Linked DNA regions of Hordeum vulgare: region 1 is linked to region 2. Evidence: chromatin contacts called from public Hi-C data. All regions are on one chromosome and are shown on one strand. Each heading gives the region's core, a stretch centred on a gene start, on an enhancer-like site or on the middle of the called end of the contact. The rest is flanking DNA. Distances are from core to core; before and after follow the strand shown. Region 1 holds the start of LOC123449276 (probable inactive receptor kinase At1g48480). Region 2 has its middle 14 kb from the start of LOC123446771.

Region 1 (6,406 bases), core at 2,386-4,885, 43 kb before region 2:
CCCTAGTCCACTCACTCTCGACCGCCCTGACTGGGAAGGTGGCTGGATCTAGCCGGTGCGGCTCCACTCCCATCGTCCGTCTGCTGTCCTCTCCCGATGACGACCAGGTCCCCCACAAGGTCCTGCGTCAGTCATTAACCTCCGCGGAGATGGCCGCTAAGCCGTCCGTGCGTGTGGCGGCTGAGAAAGAGGTCCCCCCCGACGACCCCTACACGATCTTCGTCATGTACTGTGGCCGCCGCGGAGATGACAAGAGGAAGTGCAAGGCACCGCGGTGAATCCGTGTGTATATATAACTAGTAGAACTGTCCTGTCCGGGGATGAACTAGTGTGCTCTTTTGGTTGTCAGATGATGAACTATGTTGATCGTTTAGTTGTCTGATGCATCCTCTATGTTTTATATATGATGCTTGTTCGTACGTGATCGACATTGTATGGGTTGGGGGAGTGGGAAATGAGGGGGGCGGACATATAAGGGGTGAGCCCATGCTCTCCGCGGACGTATAGGTGGGACAAATTTTGCAACTGTGGTTGTAGGTGCTCTTACATCCAGAAAAATAAGACATAAATCACTTTATGTTGTACTCCCTCCGTACCTAAATATAAGTCTTTTAAGATATTTCACTAGGTGTCTACATACGAAGCAAAATGAATGAATCTATACTCTAAAGTATGTCTATATACATCCGTATGTAGTCCATTAGTGAAAACTCTAGAAAGACTTATATTTAGGAACGGAGGGAGTACTTCCTAACAGAACTGAGGTGTTTTGGATAATTTACGTTAGAGTTTACATGCTGCTACTTTTATTATTCAGTCTGTTGTATAGGTCTGAAAAATAAATCTCATTTTTGTACTGTAACGAATCTAACTTGTATCCATATTGTCATTAGATCAGTTTTTTATCAGCTGACCATTGACTCTATGGCATTTTAGTTTGGTTAGCTTCTCTTGCTCTGTCGTCCCAACTTGTGTTTTTTACTTCTGTTCTTCAGGGTATCCCTTGGAGAAAGCTTGGATGGAGTGAAGGGTTCCTTCAGTTATTCATGAAGTATTTATACTTTCTGGCAATGGAGTGAACAGAGAAATATTCTTCAAGTCTGCTGTAAACACTAAACTGTAATGTTTCCTAACATATGGTGTATCCTTATGTTGCATTACGTAGTAGATATATTTATATAAAAATCTTAGTCACCGATCCAACATATATCTTTCCAGTGTTTTCATTTCATGCTGGGAATTTTAGTATCTAACAGTAGCTCTTATCCGGGAAAGTGGTGTCAGGTTATTCCTGTGTTTTCATTGTCATGTCTCTCTGATTTCCCAATTGACTTGACGGTAGACATCCGAAGATAACGAAACAAGTCAGATATGCAAATATCAGGTACTGTAGAGAAACCATATTTTAGATTCCTTGAGATCACTGTTAGTATTAGGTAGACAAAGGAAAGGGTTCAGACAAGAAAGAAGCACCCAGAACAATAATCTGCTGAAGTTTATGTCAACACTTGGGTTTTACTGCCAATGAATGACTAAAAAGGGGTCATCAAATACATCACTTCTTAGCTGTTTGGTTTCTAGCCACGCTTTGTCACACAGCCACACCTCAAGTTAGGTGAGTGTTTGGTTTTAACCACACCTTAGGCAAGATTCTTTTTATGAAAAATAAGACCCATATATCATACACACAAAAAGTGTGGCATGATTTCTCCACCGACATCCTCTGCATTTTCAGATAATAAGTGCCAAGTCAAGAGAACAGGCTCATGATAATTTTTGCCACTGACGATGAGGCATATTGGACAATCATGCAAGCATGCTTCAGAATCAGTACGAGGCACATCTCTCAATCCAGAGAAGTTTTTTTGTTGTTGAGGAAAATCAACCCAGAGAAGTAGCTGTATCAAAAGCTTCAATATATCTGCTGATTCATTTCGTCGATTTAAGTTTGTGATTGTGACAAAGTGGGAAAACTATTCTGGTGGTCCACTCTTTGGAAATAGCATAGCTGCTGTCATGTATAGGATCAGTCAACTTCTTCACAGAGAGGTGCCTGAGCCTCATTATGTGTCGGCAATATTTTGCCCTCGGTTGACTTCATTTCGCCATAGTTGCTGGCATTGTGTCAATGTGAATTTAATTCGTCCGGAGTGGTGCAATGCTGAATGACTCTGCCATAGTTGATGGTATTGTGTCTGCGATATGAAAATAAACAAGAGCACCATCTTTGAATTTGTGCTGCAATTATGTTGATTTTGGTGGAATTAAAAGGCACGTGCTTGAGTTTGTCAGCTGATTATAAGGGTCTTTCAGCCCAGTTCCAGTCGCCACATCTGGCAGGACAAATCTTCCTTACAAAAAAAAAGAGAGTCCGCGTCTTAAGAACTGCCTCTATCTCATGGCTGCACACAAGTTCCAGCATTTTTCACGACCAGTTCAGCATGGTAAGTAGGTGACCATCTGCATCATCCTCTAGCGTTAGCTGTCCTTTTTGAAATTCGATATTCCTTGATCTCATTTACATAGCTTCCGCAATTTCGAAAGCAGTTGCTTTTGTCAACGGCATTGAAAACTATCACTGTCGCGCCCTTTGGTTGCTGGCTTCCTCTACATCCGTGTTATTATCGTCTCCACCTCCATGTCTTTTACCCCTGCCGTCGCTGTTCCATGGAATGTATTGCAATCGGTAGGGTTCTTCCTCCTGTAGGCGTCATTATCAGTACAGCACCATGTTGAAATTGTTTCAGCTTCAAGGCTTGAACCAACCTGGAAGGAGGGAACAGGAAAGGTGGAGATGGAAGAAACGAAATCGGAAGTCGCTAGTAAAACCTACCTAGCCAGTCGGTCAATGCATCATCAGCAAGCTTGGGTATACGATTGGGCTGGACCGATTTGCATTTGCTTGGGTAGACAAAAGAATCTAGTTGGTGGGCGGGGCGGAGCCCATATCTCGCAAATTTCCAACCGATGGAACAACAAGAGAGTTCGTTGTACCCGATACGATACCTGCTGCCCGGAAAGACCTACCGTACGCACCGTCGATCATTGCACCCCCCCAAAAAAAAGAGGTGCCACACTTCCTTGGGCCATGCCATCATCATCATTTGCCAGAGCTCGTCGCTCTTGTTCTCCCGGGACATCAACAAGTTGGCCACTGGCCACCATTCTTTTCTCTCGAGCAGTCTCGTCTCGCCTGGAGCGTGATGATGCAGCTCAGCCGGCGAGTCCTTGACCGAAACCAAAAGCCTGGCCTGCGATCCTGAACCTGCCAAGCCAAGAGTTAATTTTCCCTTTGACAGTTACCGCTGCGTTTTTGGGCACTGGGTACGTACGTACTGTACGTGTTACCGAAAATTCAAGTAATGTGCGTACGCTAAACACGAGACCGTGCCCGTGTAGCTTGGCCGGGGAACTGGCCGATAAATGCCCGTGAACTGGATAACATGCGATGCTCGGGTACTCCCACTGGCCAGCAGCAGTAAACAGCAGTACCCACAAACCTTTTGCTCGTGGTTGGATTGGAAGCTTGGAATTCACTCAACTCCAAAAGATTCTGCAGCGCGGTGGTTAGGAATTTTCTCCCGATGGAATTCCCGGTGAAAGCGAGCACGGTTCATCTGTCTAGCTCACGATTTCTTAAACAATCCATTCATCACGGAAATATGTTATATACTATATATACTACAGGGCCAGCAGTAGGAGTAGTATTATTTTTCTCGTGTCTTTTGTCAGGCTGGTCCCTGGTCCAGCCTTTCATCGGGCCTCAAAAGACTCCACCTGCTGCTAATCTGCCTTTTCCTTAACCCCCTCTCTCTGAGCTTTGGATTAGAAAAAGAGGAAAGTGGGAATTCTCCAACTAGGCTCCAGTAAGCTCCACCCGGTTAATCAACCCATGATTAAAGCAATCAAGCGAGCCCATTGTTGTGCCAATCAGGCCCTCCGTCCGTTCCAGCTCCTTGGCTGGGCTAACCAAACCTTCCATTATAATTCAAGATTCCCCCCTGCCCACTCTATTTCTACTACTGCCAGTACTACCACCACACAGAGAGTGTCTGTTTTTCTTCTCCTCCATGGCCATGGCAGCGCTCTCCTCGAGCTAAGTAAAGAGACTCTCGCCGCCCGCCTTCCTCCTACTCCACGCCGCCGGCGATGGCGGCAATGCCGAGGCCGGCGAGGCTGGCCCTTGCGGTGCTGGCGCTCGCGTCGGTGCTCCCGGCGTACCTCTCCGACGACCTCAACACGGACGCGCAGGCGCTGGAGGCGCTGCGCAAGGCGGTGGGCCGGTCCGCGCTGCCGTCGTGGAACAGCAGCACGCAGACGTGCCAGTGGCAGGGCGTGGCCTGCGAGAACGGCCGCGTCGTCGAGCTCCGCCTCCCCGGCGCCGGGCTCATCGGCGCGCTCCCCTCGGGCGTGCTCGGCAACCTCACCGCGCTCCGCACGCTCTCCCTCCGCTGGAACGCGCTCACGGGCCCCATCCCCGACGACGTCTCCCGCATGACCGAGCTCCGGGCCATCTACTTCCAGCACAACGCCTTCTCCGGCGAGGTCCCGGCGTCGCTCTACACGCTCAGGAACCTCGTGAGGGTCAACATCGGCCACAACAAGTTCTCCGGCGAGATCTCGCCCGACTTCAACAAGCTCAACCGCCTCGGCTCCCTCATCCTCGACGCCAACGACTTCTCCGGCGAGATCCCCAAGCTGGACCTGCCCACATTGGAGCAGTTCAACGTCTCCTACAACAAGCTCAACGGCTCCATCCCCCACAAGCTCCGGAAGATGCCCAAGGACTCCTTCCTCGGCACCGGGCTCTGCGGCGGCCCGCTCGGCCTCTGCCCCGGCGAGACCGCGGAGACGCCGGCAGGATCGCCGGGGGCCCAGCCAGGCGGCGGCGGCGCGGCCGCTGACGTCGGCCGCGGCAAGAAGAAGCTCTCCGGCGGCGCCATCGCCGGCATTGCCATCGCGTGCGTGTTCGGCTTGCTGCTGCTGCTCGCCCTGCTCTTCTTCCTCTGCCGGAAGAAGTCCGGCAGCGCGCAGAGGTCCACCGCGGCGGTGGAGAAGGGCCGTGACCTGGGCATGGGCCCGCTGGACGCGGCGGAGCCCAAGGGGCAGAACGGCAACGGCGTCCACGGCGGCGCCGCCGCCGCCGCCGCCGCCGGAGCGGTGCCGGCAGCCGTCGCAGCGGCCGCCAAGTCCGGAGGCTCGACGGCCGGGTCGAAGAAGCTGATCTACTTCGGTCCGATGGCTGCGGCCCCGCCGTTCGACCTGGAGGACCTGCTGCGCGCGTCGGCGGAGGTGCTGGGCAAGGGCGCGTTCGGGACGGCGTACAAGGCGGTGATGGAGAGCGGCGCGGCGGTGGCCGTGAAGCGGCTCAAGGACGTGGACCTCCCCGAGCCGGAGTTCCGCGAGCGCATCGCAGCCATCGGCGCCGTGCAGCACGAGCTGGTGGTGCCCCTCCGCGCCTACTACTTCAGCAAGGACGAGAAGCTGCTCGTCTACGACTACATGTCCATGGGCAGCCTCTCCGCCCTCCTCCACGGTAAGAAACAAAGAAAAAAAAACAACTCGCTCCTTTTTTTTACTACCTTTATTTACAGTGGCTTCGCGCCGGGCCGGTTCGTTATCCGGGCGGCCGTCGTGTCGGTGGATCGACCCGAACAGGCTGGCGATATTCCTTCGCCGGCGCGAAAAAAGTCCAACCAAGGGCGCGGGGAGAGCGGTGCCGGGTCGCTTTCGCCCGATCCATTCCGTTTCCCCTTTTAACCACTCCCTCGGACACGATCAATTCGCTGGCTCACATCACGGCCTGACCTACCCCCGCCGCGTCCCCGGCCCGGTTTCTTTATGGCCTTGCCCGGCCCAGCTCCAGCTCCGGCATGCCACGGTGTAGCACTAGTAGTACTACGTGCAGACGCTCGAACTGCTGCAATTTGTACGCTAGTATGTACGACTACAGTAGTAGGGTTGTCGGGTTCAGCGTTGCCAGCCGAGTTGCGTGGGATCTAACCCACTAGTTTAGTTTAAGGCGGCAAACAACGTGACAGCCATGACTGCCCTTGGCACGACCCCAACTTGCCTTGCCAAGCTCGTGGTCCATGGAGGCTCGTTTTGAAATCCTCCCCCTCGAGAGAAGCTACTAGTCGTAGTAGTAGTGCGTACTACGATGCAACTGTGCGAGCACGTACGCGGAGTTATTAGTTGCGGACTGATTCCTGGTGGTGGTAAAATTTGCCTTGGCAAGTTGCGCATGTGATGTGAGCGGGCAAGGGCTGGGCCGGGGCAGGGTGGTTGATGAAGTTGATATGCGTCCATGTGACATTTAGTTAGGCGCCACTGCTCCAATCCTCGGGATTCCTCCCCCTCCTCGCGCCAATAATGGCTGGCGTTGTGCGTTCACACATGATTTAAG
Region 2 (5,756 bases), core at 478-2,977:
GGCTTGCGCGCAACGCAAAGCCCGTTTCGATGGGGGCAAGGCAACAGGTGGAGGAAACACACAAAGCAGGGAGTGCGCGTGTTCTTTATCGGGAGAAGGGAAAGTTGGAAGCAAAGCATGACCGAGAAAGAGATGGTTAGCTGAGACTTGCTAATCGTACAACAATAAGAGAGCTTAGTTCAGTCACATGTTCACATATAGGGGCATATAGCAGGAGCAGCAGTAGAGTGCTTGCGAGTGCGGTGATCCGGCCACAGAGACACAAAGGGTTCAAGTTCTCGACTCTTTCTTGATGGAAAGAGGGATTACCATGGCCTCTACATCAAGTGATGCACACGATCGTTTTATTGGACAAGGTACTAACTAAATATGTAGTCCAATACAAGTTCGCAAGCAAAGTTGAACGAACAAGAATAAAATGCCACAACCAGCAAGTTGAACTTGAGGTGTCCATATGTTTCCTGACTTCCGCACCACACACGGATCTGTTTAGACGCCTGGAAGATGACTTGTAAAAGAAATATGATGTTATGTCTGTTAAATATAGTGTCATTCTGATATTTTCGTATAGTCCAAAGTAATGCACACACTCCAAAGTAATGCACACACTTTAATTCAAATATATGCCGATATCTTAAGCACTATTTGGTTTAACCATATCTCAAATAACTTGGCTAGCGGACACCTTAAGTTCTTGACTTAAGAGCATCTTAAATAGATGATGTATTTTACATCATCAAATTATGATGTAAGTAAAATATACATCATCAAAAAGTATGTTTTATCATCAAAATATCCAATTGATGTAAAAATAGGCGGGCGGAGCGACATTCAGCAGCAGCACTACAGCCGCACGTATTTAAATCAAAATTATCGCAAACTTAAATAACACGTCAAATTCAACATCTGGTTACTGTAGCGCCACATTACTTAGCATCCGGTTCACTATACCAAACGTTTTTTGCTCGTCTTTTTCGCATATTTTAAAAAATATAAACATAAAAATATACATAACAAACAATTTAGGTACGCATTGGACCTTTTAAATATACTTAGAACAAATTTAGAATACGCAATGCATATTTGTGTAATATACGTTGAACAAATTTTAAATACACAATGAACAGTCATGGTATCTGTGAACACTTTTATAATATATGATAAACATTTTTTGTAATGCATGTCATAATTTTTTGTAGTATACCATGAACATTTTCTTAATATATCATTAGTATTTTTCAATACATAATGAACTTTATGCACTACACAGGAAAGGGAAAGAAAAGTAAAAAGAAAAGGCGAACCAGCATATGATTGGATGATTAGAAGGACACTTTTATCTCATGTTCACTAGAGTTCAAGTCCCAGACTTGACATTAATGTCCACATTTTCCTGAATTTGTTTCAGACCTTATGACAATGTGCATTTAGTGAAAAAAGATGTTCGCGTCGACCATGAAGACACGTGTGGCAACTTCGTCAATCTAAATATGATGTGTCGGTTCAGTCTCTCGAAGATGTATGATGTGTGCATTCGTAAAAAAAGTATATGTATGAGCGTATATGTTTGACAGTCTGTACTGCATTAAAAATAAAATGAAAAAAATAGAAACAAAAGAATGAAAAGAAATAAGAGAAGAAACGACTTCAGGGACCGTGCCCCATGAGCCGGCCCAAACTGGGGAGTCAGGAGAGAAACGATCAGCGTCGTGGGAGGGCGCCCTTATATCTCGCATTCAGCAAGATCTAGGGAACCCTCCTTCAAGGGGATAGTGACATAGGCTGACCCAGGAACGTAGGAGGCCACAACCTCCTTTTCCGGTTTTTTTTACCTTTTTTTGTTTTACTTTTAAACTTTTTATACGTTAAAATATTCTAATAGATATATTACAAAAGCACACCTTTAAAATGGCTATTTTTTTAAAATGATACATATTTTTTAATAAATTTGAAAAATATTTTGCAGTTTCAATTTTTTCAAAACTAATACACCGTCGGCCTGGCTGAAGCCGGTTAGTCCCTGTCGGCCTTGGCTAGACCGATAGGCCTCTCGGCCCTGTCTATTTGGTACTAATCGGTTTAGTCGTGACCAATTAGAAATAATAGGCCTATTGGTGACTAATTAGTACTAATTAATGTTGGCAAAGTCGATAGATGCATATATAATTATGTTTTACGTAACTAACATTTTCTGATGTCAAATAGCCCTTTAGTTTCCTGCATGATAGATCCAACTACTAGATAAGGTGGCAAGAATTATTTTTCCGTCATAATTTACCGCTCCTGACTTCGGGTGAGCAGTTCGATACATATACTGGGTTTATCTGGCAGCCGTACATGCAAACAACCATAAATGCTAGATATCCTTGCGGTAATTCTGAGCTATGCACAAGAGATCGGAGTTACTGGATGACGAAATCGAAGATCATCTTCGGTGTCTTCGTTGAGGAGATGACACAACAACGGGTTATGAGGCAATTTGGTGTGCAGGTTCTCTATAGGGGGTGGGTCGACCATGTGCCGAAGATCAAATTGCCTCATAACCCGGTGCGAGATAACATGAGTGTATGTATCGAACTGCTCATCGAAAGTTAGAAGCGGCAAATTTTGGTAGGATTTTTTTTTTGTCGCCTGATCGAATAGCCGGATCTGTCACGTGGGAAATTAGAGGGCTATTTTGTCACTATAAAATGCTAGTTACGCAAAAAAAATGCATCTATCGGTTTTGCCAACAACAACTAGTACTAATTGGTCACCAATACACCAATTAGTGCTAATTGGTCACGACTAATCCAATTAGTACCAACTAGATACGGCCGAGAGGCCTATTGGCCTAGCCAAGGCCTACAGGGTCTAATCGGCTTTGGCCAGGCCGACTGGATCTAGTCGGCTTTGGATAGGCCGACGGTATGTTAGTTTTGAATTTTGTTGAAACTGCACAATATTTTTCAAATTTATTAAAAAATGTATTATTTTAAGAAAAATAGCTTTAAAAATGTTTTGAAAATGTTGATCAAGCATTTGGAAAATGATAATGCGTATAGAGAAAAGTTTCTCTATGGTACGAAAAATATAACAAAATATGTATAAAACAATTTGATTGTGTATGTAACAAATGCTAATCAAGTATCTGAAACTCTTTGAACTAGTATTAAGAAATGTGGATGAAGCATTTTAAAAATACTAAATGTGTATAGAAAAATGTTAACCATGTATCAGAAAAATCATGATTTTTTATCAAGTATATAAAATTGTTATAAAAATATAACCAGGTATTTGGAAAATATTAAATATGTATGAAAACTGTTGACCATGTATTAAAATAGATTTTTTATTTAATCACAAACATAGATAATTTAATTAATATTTTCGTAAAAATTAAACAAGTATTTGAAAAATATTAATCTAGCATTTAGAAAATGTTAAATGTGTATAGAAATTTTTTAGCACGAATATAAAAACTTTAGTGAAGCATTTGAGAAAAATATTAAACAAGTGTTTGAAAATGTTAATCAAGCATTTGGAAAATATGAAATGTGTACACAAAAAATGTTCACCATGTATTCCAAAAATGTTAATGTGATATTTAAAAAATGTTAATAAATTTTTTGAAAATATTTAAACATGTTTAAAAAAGTGAATTACATGTATGAAAAATGTGTATAGAACACTGGCGCGTGCAGTTCCCCATGATGGGTCGGCCTGTTATACTCTGTACTTTAATACAGGAAAAAACTATGCCCTAGGTGGGATTCGAACAAGCGTTTTGCCGGTTCAGGACGCCGCGATAACCTCCAAGCCCACCTATTTGTACATGCCAATTAAGCTTATTTCTATTTCACTAGCAAAAGAGCCCGTGCGTTGCAACGGAAAAAAATACCACACGTTTTAATCTTTTTATAATAAATTTGATTTATTAAAATAATAAGCTAACTAACTAATGTAGTCAGTCCTATCCTATTTTGTTGATAAATCAACCCGTCAATTGTTAATTCCATCATGATGAGAAATTGAGCGGAACAAGCAAAGCAAAAGAAAGAGGCTACGTGAATTGATCAATGGATTGTTATCTTATTTCACTCATGGGATAGAGAATGTGGGATCAGATGACAAACTGAATGTGGTGTTCCGTTCTCTGTCTCTACAACAATGCAATCTTACATTCAATACATTCATTCATCATCAAACAAATCTCCACAAAACAAAATTTCTTGCCGGTGCTTGGCACACGGTTGGAGGCATGGGGAGGGGATCTCATCAGATGATGAGTTCCTGCCAGAGGAGGGGATACGATGAGGGGAGCAAGGGTTAGGCGCCTCTATCTGGCCATAAGGAGTCGTCGTTGCCGCGTCATAACCTCGGAATTCCCCGTGTGAGCCATGGAGGCCCGCCTCCACCTGCAAGTACTTCGCTCCACCGCGCCTTATCCGCGCGTCGCCGCCGTTCTGCATCAAGCAGACACATCATCCCCAGTCACTGTAGCTCTCACGTTGATTTGATCCAGAAGCTGTGCTCGAGCGCCGAAACAGGGGCAGCAAGCGGGCAGAGGTACGACCGCGGAGGCGGGTGGGTTGAGATCGACAGCAGTGCTGGTTGAGGTCGGCCGCGTCGGCGAGTGGTGTGGCAGTGGCCTGGGCACAGGCCAGGGTGGACCAGGGTCGACGCGATGCGCTCGAGCGCCGCAACGGGGGCAGTGAGCGTGGAGAGGTACGGCCGCGGAGGCGGGTGGGTTGAGATCGCCAGCAGTGGCGGTTGAGGTCGGTCGCGGCGACGACCGGTGTGGCGGCGGCCTGGGCACAGGACAGGGTGACCCATGGTCAACGGGAGGAGGCGATGCGTACGGGTATAATTTTTGCAGCGAATCATTTTTTCCTTTTGCGTTGCAGATAAATGATGAAGCGCGGGTTGAATAACAAAAAATACAGTTTTTTTTAATAAAAATGACGCGGTGGGTTTTCCGACGAAAACAATAGCCGCTTTATTATTAGATATAGATTACTTATTGCTCCCTCCGTTCCTAAATATAGAGTGTATAGTTTTTGGCACGGAAATTAAAGAACACGCGTGGAGGGAAATTTTCACAAGGAAATGTAATCAAATCCCTAAAATAAATATCCACACGAGTGATGCAACGCACTTTACCTTATATTTTGGATTTTTTATCAAAAAACTATACACCTTATATCAAGGAACGGAGGGAGTACTATTTTTAATTATTTTTGATTAATTTTGATGAAGTTTTTTCAAAATGGATCAACTCTTGTCAATATTGATGAACTTTTAAAAAATGGATGAACTTTTTTCAATTTTGATGAACTTTTTTTAATCAAATTCAGTGTTTTTTGAAAAAAAAACGATGAACTTGTTTTCAAAATCGGTGAATTATGTGAACTTTTCTCAAATTTTGTGAACTTTTTTAAAGAATATTGAACTTTTTATCAGAGTCGTTGAATTTGTTTTTAAAATCGATGAAATTTTTCTCAAAATATGTGAACAATTTTAAAAAATTGTGAACTTTTTTAAATTCAATTAATATTTTTTCGAAATCAGTGAACTTGTTTTCAAAATTGACAAAAATTATCAATTCCCATGATTTGTTTCTAAAATTAATGGACTTTTTCAAATTTGTGGATTATTTTTAAAAATGCTGAAACTTTTTAAAAACATTGACGAGTTTATATTAAAATTGATGAACTTTTTTCAAAATCAATGTTTTTTTTATGCAAATTTGATAATTGTTTTTGATATAATTTTTT

Evidence for each region. A called contact is a pair of places that touch in the nucleus more often than the background predicts.
Region 1: a Hi-C map of leaf shows a contact between it and region 2, with 3 times the contacts expected there. The contact joins the promoter of LOC123449276 here to the enhancer-like site in region 2. A contact is called at or near these places in 4 of 6 Hi-C or Micro-C datasets (leaf and seedling).

The regions. Positions count from the first base shown.
Region 1 is chr4H:527,134,484-527,140,889 of MorexV3_pseudomolecules_assembly, reverse strand. LOC123449276 (probable inactive receptor kinase At1g48480) reads left to right here and starts at 3,635. Exons shown (of 2, transcript XM_045126428.1): 1 at 3,635-5,536. The coding sequence starts at 4,150. LOC123449278 reads left to right here. Exons shown (of 5, transcript XM_045126433.1): 5 at 996-1,274. The coding sequence ends at 1,050.
Region 2 is chr4H:527,090,357-527,096,112 of MorexV3_pseudomolecules_assembly, reverse strand. No RefSeq gene overlaps it. Among protein-coding and RNA genes, the nearest start is that of LOC123446771, 14 kb to the right of the region's middle. Within about 2 kb of position 1,727, at least 3 of the 3 cell types and tissues checked have open chromatin away from gene starts, as enhancers often do. A contact at or near this core is called in leaf and seedling, where this site is marked.